Linked DNA regions of Hordeum vulgare: region 1 is linked to region 2. The links are chromatin contacts, called in public Hi-C maps. All regions are on one chromosome and are shown on one strand. Each heading gives the region's core, a stretch centred on a gene start, on an enhancer-like site or on the middle of the called end of the contact. The rest is flanking DNA. Distances are from core to core; before and after follow the strand shown. Region 1 holds the start of LOC123426843 (putative lipoxygenase 5). Region 2 has its middle 55 kb from the start of LOC123430342.

Region 1 (4,153 bases), core at 555-3,054, 500 kb after region 2:
CAGGAATTATAATAATAATTATATATTTATTATTGCCTCTAGGGCATAATTCCAACACTGACGTCGGCCGCCCACGCATCGTGCAGGAGCGCGAAGGGGAATTGGGCCCACGAACCCTTTGTGCTTAGGAGTTAGACCGGCGGGCCGGCCTCTCTGTTGAGTCTTAGGTGGGGCTGCGTCGTGTCGATATTCCGAGGTCGGGCATGACCTAGAAAAGTGTGTCCGGCCAGAGTGTTATCGAGCGTGACGGGAAATGTGGTGCACCCTTGCACGGATGAAATTTAAGTATTCGAATAGCCGTGTCCACGGTTACAGGACGACTTGGAGTTGTGCCCTGATCGTATACATCTACAATTGTTACTTAACTGGATTTTAGTTGCCCCGGGATTGCTTCCTCACAGGGAGTCGAGGGAGGATCTGTGGGCGTGACCTCATTTTAATATTGCTGCAACAATATGATTATTAATTGTGTTACACCTGTTCTACTCTCGTCTATTGCTGCAAGACCCTGAAGATGCTAGTCTTCGATAGGAGTAGGCCTTCTCTCTCTATTCTTGCATTGCTGCCCTCAGTCCACATATAACCAACCCCCTTCTTTGATAATGATGCATACTTAGCATAGTTCTGATGTAAGTCTTGCGAGTACTTTGGATGAGTACTCACCGTTGCTTTGCTCCCCTTGATCCGTTGCTGCGTCCAGATGATGGAGCCCAGGAGTGGAGTTTCCTGCCGATGTCCGCCATCCCGATGATGTCTTCTTCATGGAGGCCGCTGAAGACCAGGAGTAGTTTAGTAGGTTCCCAGGCAGGAGGCCTCCCCTCGTTCGATCGTGTTTCTTTTGTGCTAGCCTTCTCTAAGGCACCCCATGTTTTATGTCTGTAATCAGATATGTTGCTTCCGCTGACTCGTTTGTTTATCGAGCTTCTGTATTCTAGCCCTCGAGGCCCCTGGCTTGTAATATGAAGCTTGTATTATTTTATTTGTGTCTAGAGTTGTGTTGTGATATCTTCCCGTGAGTCCTTGGGTTTGATCGTACGCATTTGCGTCTATGATTAGCGTACGATTAAAACGAGGACGTCACACATAAGGAAGCGGGATCCTATGCAGGAGGCGGGTGCTTGAAGAGAAAATGTATGGTCTGATGTAAAAAGCTAAAAAAGTTAGAGTGAAAAGTAGAGATACATGTATTAGAGTCTTGATTTTTTTATTCTTTGACGAGGCACACACCTTGCATTGGAGAGAAAAAAAAATCAATATTGATATGTAAGCTATTTTTTATCATGAGGCATCTGTATTCATATATTACTATTGTGTAAGCTCTTAGCTTCCATAATGTAAGATGACGTAGGCCCACCCGGTGGCAAAGCCACGATATGGCTCTGTAGCCGAGAGAAAGCCAAGGAGGAGGGAGGAGCCAAAAGGTTGGATCATGTCTAGTTAAATTTTACGAGAATGCATGCAAGAAAGTGAATCGCGCTTTTCTGATTCACATGATTAACCGCTCTTTCTTTTTTTTGACAATCCACATGATTAACCGCTTTGTTATGCAAGTACCGCCAGGATTGATGCTTTGGCGTACCACCTCGTCGAATTGTCGGCATTCAACCGGTTTCCATTGAGATGCACCTACATCTACGCGCACCAATCAAAACTATGAAACAGTTCGGTGGGTCCGCCGGGCGAACCACCCCACGGCCCCGCTCGCCCCCCTGGGTTTTATTGGGGGTGTACCCGGGGCTTTGTTGTCCGAATCATCAAGCCACAAAAGCCCATCCCCCGCGCTCACCGGCACCAGCACCAGCACCGGCACCTCACCTGCGTCGAAGCCTCGGCCCCGCAGCTCGCTCGCCCGCCGTTTTCTATTCGCGTAGGATGTATGGAACACGTGTGGCCGGCGCGGGGATTCCACATCGCGCTCGTGGTTTCTTTCCCTCGGGCGACCGCGCGCTCCGCTCGGGCGCTCGGCCTCCCTCTGCCTCTGGCTTAGCTACCCTTCGCCCTCCTCCCGCCAGCGCCTATATATAATGCGCTCCCAGTCCCACTACGAGAGAGAAAGGCAGCACAAAAGAAAACAGGGGGGCTGCTACTGGTGTCCGGTCCAACCGTCCAAGATCCAGAGCGAGAAACATATCCCCCTGCCCGGCCAGCCGCTCTGACCCATTTCGTCCCCGGCGAGCGATCTTAACCTTGCTAATCTGCGCCGACGAGGGAGGGGAGCTTCTTTCTACGGTCATGCCGCCGATGGAGCTGCTGGGGAGATCCTTCTTGCAGGCGGCAGGCTCTGCCAGCACCGCGGCGCATCGCGGCGGCCGGGAGCGCGGGCTCTGCTTCGCGAGCCTGGGCGGGAGGCCCTCGAGGAGGACGGTGCGGTCCAAGGCGCCGGTGGGCGCCCTCGCCGAGCGGGTCGTCCTCACCTCGGCGCCGGCCGAGAGGGTGGCCCGGCCGGAGGCGCACCCGCAGAGCGTGGCGGCGAGGGCCGTGGTCACCGTGCGCCGGAAGCGGAAGGTGGAGGTCAAGGAGCAGGTCGCCGAGCAGATGGACGCCTACGCCGACAGGGTCGGCCGGAGCGTCCTGCTCGAGCTCATCAGCACCGAGACGGACCCAAGTAAGCCCCCCCCCCGTCCCCGCCGCGAAGCTTCCTTGCTGCGTTTGAATTCCGTGGCCGTCGGGCTGCATCTTTGAATTCAGCTTTTCCTCCGCTTTCCGTTCGCCGCTTCAGCTCCACTCCAGGGACGAGAATATTCCAGCTGGTGTCTCTTGACCTGCGCGTGCGCGCGTCCACATGGAAGCCGAGCGCACGGCCACCAACCCCGTAGCCTCTGCTTGTCGATTTGATTTTTCTTCTTCTCTTCTCACATGTGGCATGCTTGTCTCGAGTAGTATCAAAATCAGAGCGAATCATTGGAACGGGAGCACGCATTGAGTTTGAGCTGAGCGGATCTTGTTGGCTTTTCTGCTGTTGCCAGGAAAGGGAGACCCCAAGAAGAGCAACAAGTCGGGGCTGGTGGGGTGGTTCGAGAAACGGGACGTCAAGGCGGAACTGGTGGTGTACACGGCGGAGTTCACCGTCGACGCCGCCTTCGGCGAGCCGGGCGCCGTCACCGTGCTCAACCGGCACCAGCGTGAGTTCTTCATCGAGAGCATCCTGGTGGAGGGCTTCCCGTCCGGCCCGGCGCACTTCACCTGCAACTCGTGGGTCCAGCCCAGCCGCATCGACCCTGCCCCGCGGGTCTTCTTCACCAACAAGCCCTACCTGCCGTCCCAGACGCCGCCGGGGCTGAGGGACGTCCGGCGTCGGGAGCTCAAGGAGCTGCGCGGCAGCGGCACCGGCGTGCGGAAGACCACCGACCGGGCCTACGACTACGACGTGTACAACGACCTGGGCAACCCGGACAAGGGCGCCGGGTTCGAGCGCCCCGTCCTCGGCGGCGACAAGCTGCCGTACCCGCGCCGGATGCGGACGGCCCGGCCAAGCACCGTCACAGGCAAGCCGCTCTCCATTCTTCTTTTCCTCTTCTCTTCTCCTTGGGCCGCCTTTGCCTTGGCACCACCGTCGGCATCGACTCGACCGATCCATCCATCCATCCAATAAATTCTGCGATAGCAACAGTGTCCTCCCCGACATGGCGGGAGCGAAACCGTCGGTCCGGCTCCGGCGCGTTGCTTTCGTACCCGAACCACCCGATCGTCACTGACGTTGACTTGGCCGTTGCGTTTGGTTTGGTGCACTGCAGACGAGGGCGCGGAGAGCAGGGTGGAGTACCCGGAGCCCATCTACGTGTCGCGGGACGAGGAGTTCGAGGAGGGCAAGAACGAGATGCTGTCCGAGGGCGCCATCAAGGCGCTGCTCCACAACTTCATGCCGCTGCTGGTGAGCTCCGTGTCGCCGGACAGCCGCGACTTCGCCGGCTTCCACGACGTCGACAACCTCTTCAAGGAGGGCCTCCGCCTCAAGCAGGCCCTGCACGACCAGCTGTTCCAGAAGATCCCATTCGTGCGCAAGATCCAGGAGAACAGCGAGGGCCTCCTCCGCTACGACACCCCCGACATCATCAAGAGTAATAAGCCCACCGAATCACCCACTGGGATATGATAAGATACGCCATGGCTTCTTGTTTCTTTGTTTGTACTGACGCTGTTTTGTTTTCTTGGC
Region 2 (3,920 bases), core at 136-2,635:
AAGAAAAGTATTAAAATAATTAGAAAAAGGAAAAAATGAATACACTAAGAAAAGAAAAAAAATAGAAAAAATACTGTAAATACTAGTTTAAGATCCTTCTAGAAGGTACTCAAGACTGGTTAGGAACCTTTTATAAGGGTTCCAAAACCATACAATGTAGTTTGGGCGTTCTCTTGTAATTGAGCCGGACCATTTTGATCGTCAGTTTGTTCGCTTTTGTGCGAACGAGTGATAACCTGCCTGCTGGTCGTCGTGGCGCCGAAATCACTAGTTAGGAAAAGACCTTTCCAACGATTACTTCCATCTTTACAGGTTGTGACAAATAACGCACTGCATGCGTATTACTTGTCGCAACGTGGAAGTTTTTTCTTTTTTCGTAGATCTGTATTTTCAAAACGTTTTATCTCCTAAACCGTGTGTTCAAATCCCGAACCGTTTTCACCGTTGACTTTCTCACGTCGAGATCTTCAAAACTAGATCCCACATTGATAGGTTTTGATGAACTTTTTTTTGTGAAGAAACCGAAAGAAAAAAACAGGACAAAAAAACCGTGTCTCATGCGATAGATTTTTTTTAGAAAACACGGTTCTTTTTCCTTTCCAAGAGGCACGGGTCGTACTTCTTGCGAAGGCAAAACCGTGCCTCTCGCGGAAGCAACAACGTGCCACTCGCGGAAAAAAGAGAGCAAAAAACGCGTTTTCCCCTTTTCGGAAGAGACACGGGCGTGCATCTCGGAAAGACAAAACCGTTCCTTTCGCGGAAGCAAAACCGTGCCTCTCACAAAAGAAATAGAAAACTAGATTTTTTTCCTTTGGAAGAGGCACGAGCGTGCCTCCATTGAAGACAAAATCGTGCCTTTCGCGGAATCAAAACCGTGCCTCTCGTAAAAAACAGAAACCATGTTTTTTTACTTCCCGAAAGGCAAGGGCGTACCTCTCTTGAAGGCAAAACTGAGCCTTTCGTGAAAGCAAAACCGTGTCTCTTGTAAAAAAAAAAGAAAACATGTTTTTATTTATTTCTGAAAGGCACGGTCGTGCCTCTCGCGAAACCAAAACCGTGCCTCCTGTTGAAGCAAAATCATGCCTCTCGAAAAAAATAGAAAACGAGTTTTTTCATGTAATTTTTTTTTCATGAAAATATTGTATTTTTTTGTCGAAAAGTTACGAAAGACAGGTGAAAAACCATAACACCAAACAAATTTGGGAAAAAATCACTCAAAAAAGACGAAAACACGTGCGAAAAAATAATAAAAATTCAAAAAAAACAATGAGAGCGCGGCACGTGACGGCTGCTGGAAACGCGTCAAGTGGCGACGCGCGGGAGCGATCGCTGGAAGGGTCGCTAACTAGTTGCTTCCTCCCGGCGCTCGTGAGGAGAGTGGGCGAGCAAGTCTGGGGCGCTAGCGCTGCCTGGCTTGGCCTGCTGGGCGGCTAGCCAAGCGCCGGCGTTGCCTACTTGGAACAGCGGTTTAAAAATTCCTTCAATCATAAACAAAACATTTTATAAAAATGTCATTTTTTACATAAATAACAGATGTTGTAAGAATTCATGTAAAAGTTTTAGTTTTTTAAAATCAGATAAACAATTACTTATAAAATTTGCACACGCATTTTAATACATAAAAACAATTCGAAAGGATTTTTTAAAACACCAAAATATTTTCCCACTATTTTCCCTTTGGAGGTAGTCATTTTAACCTGTCTCATATATATTCTTTTTTAGCTGAAATGTAATTTGGATAAAAACCAATAAAGCCAAAAATTCTAGAATAGAAAATTCAAATGCATGACAAATGATGAGGATGATACATAGCTAATATATAACATGCCAAAATGAAATTTGGGATGTTACATTATCTTGGAATTAGAGCCAGGGATCAAGTAACTGAAAATTGTATTATTAAGAGTTCTTTTTTGGAACAAGATTAAGAGTTTTTTCTAAGGCACTCCATCCATCCCATAATGTAAGGTCATTTTTGACACTATGATAGTGTAAAAGGTCAGTATTTTTCTTAAAGCATTGTGTGATTTGCCGAGTTGCCTACTTTAGGGGCAAGTACACGAATGGTATAGCTAATCTTCTATATCTAAATATCTAGCCCACATTAATATATTTTTCGTAATATGTAAACATGTCACCTCATCACATAATATGCATGGAAAATGGTCCACTCTCGCAAACCAATTTTTTTCAACATGCAAGCATGCCACAACGTCATGCAGCATATATAGAAAAAGATTGACCTCAACAAACAATCATACATAATAATTTTCATTTCATTATGTTATTTATATTTAATAAATGTTTTACAACTATATAATAATAAAAGACAATAAAGTATATGCACTCCTTATTAGTTTTAGCTCTTATATTACTACTCAAAATATTCATGTTTCATGTGGTGGATCTCACTAAAAAATGTTACAAAAAATTTCCGTAACAACTTACAAGGCATCATCTTGCTCTATTAGAGAAAGTGTCATGTCTGAATTTAAAGTAAATGGTCGAATGTTACTACATGTTTAGGACTAGCAGAAGCATTGTTTACACACTATCATTATCTAACATGAGCTCATAAATATTTTGCATGAAGACAAGTCTTAAAGGATCTCCAATAGACGGTCCATACGTAAATATACCTAACTTTTGGATCTTCGAGAGAAAAAAACGCTGGTCCAACAGATGGTCCATATGTAAAAAAAATAGACCACCGCATCCCAAAGATGTAAAATACAACACTTCGTGATGCAAATTTGCATCACGAGATACATCCGATGTAAAACCGCGGCCGTCTGTGAAACCACCAAACGTCCATTCATTTTCCTGCATGCTCGCGACCGCGCACCCGCCCGAGCACCAGCCACCGGAAATCATCGTCGGCACCGCCCAAATCGTTGTCGTCCTCGCCGCCACCGCTCCAAATCGCCTATGCGGCCCTCGCCCGCGTCGCCTCCCCCGTCGAAGGGCTTCTCGCGGCCACCCCGCCACCGCCCTCTGCAGCTCCCTGACGCAGTCCGCCTCAGCCCCGCCCCGGCCCCATCCACCTCCGCTCCGCCCGCCCCCACCCGCACCGCACGCCGACGTTGCCCTCCCCTTGCCCGCACTACACGTCACTGCCCAGCTCCATCCATCTCCGTCCCGCGTCGCACGTCGCTGTCCGCTCCCTGCTCGGCCGCCGTCCCGACTTCTCTTCACCCGCCGCCGCCCCGACACGCTCCGACCGTCGACGCCACGGAGAACAACAACCGTGGAGAAGAAGAATACATGCATTTGTACAGTGGCTAAACACCAGCCCACGGCCGCCGACTCGTTTTACATCTTTGTTTTGGAGCATATGTTGTAGTTGTTGTTTTACATCTCCATTTTGGACCATCTGGTGGAGTTGAGCCTTTTTCAAAGATGTAAAAAATATTTTTTGTTGCTCCAAATTTTTACATCACCATTTTGAAGCATCAAAACATACATCTCTGTTGAAGATGCTCTTATGTTGTAAGAACCCGTAGACTCCAAGTTTGTACCGATCTAGTGGAGGATTTCATCTTCAGTGGTACTCGTCGGGGTGTCGGGTCGTGACTTTCAAGGTGAAAACCTAAGGTCTGACCTTCATTGGTTGTGCCTGGCGATTATCTTGTTGAAGGAATTGATTTGGAAGTGCGGAGTATTTTCAGGGTGAAAACCTAAGATCTTTGATCGGGCAAGGACGACGCTTGTGCACGACTCCCTTCTTGAATGCATTGCTTTTGGAGAACTGTTATGTTTCCTGCATGCTGTATTTGGGTGGTATGAGTGCTGTGGTGGTGGTATGAGTAGCCGTTGTTGTGGTTGAAGAGGGACAACAGCTGCAGCTGGTGGTGGTAAACGGGCAAGCACCTCATCAAGCTTGGCGTTCATCTTAGTGTCGAATTTCTTCTCCATACCTT

Evidence for each region. Hi-C and Micro-C count contacts between places; a contact is called where the count stands out from the background.
Region 1: a contact with region 2 is called in a Hi-C map of seedling, with 2.3 times the contacts expected there. The contact joins the promoter of LOC123426843 here to the enhancer-like site in region 2. A contact is called at or near these places in 2 of 6 Hi-C or Micro-C datasets (leaf and seedling).

Annotation. Positions count from the first base shown.
Region 1 is chr2H:500,327,464-500,331,616 of MorexV3_pseudomolecules_assembly, forward strand. LOC123426843 (putative lipoxygenase 5) reads left to right here and starts at 1,805. Exons shown (of 7, transcript XM_045110740.1): 1 at 1,805-2,605; 2 at 2,967-3,485; 3 at 3,735-4,058. The coding sequence starts at 2,233.
Region 2 is chr2H:499,829,751-499,833,670 of MorexV3_pseudomolecules_assembly, forward strand. No RefSeq gene overlaps it. Among protein-coding and RNA genes, the nearest start is that of LOC123430342, 55 kb to the left of the region's middle. Within about 2 kb of position 1,386, at least 1 of the 3 cell types and tissues checked has open chromatin away from gene starts, as enhancers often do. A contact at or near this core is called in seedling, where this site is marked.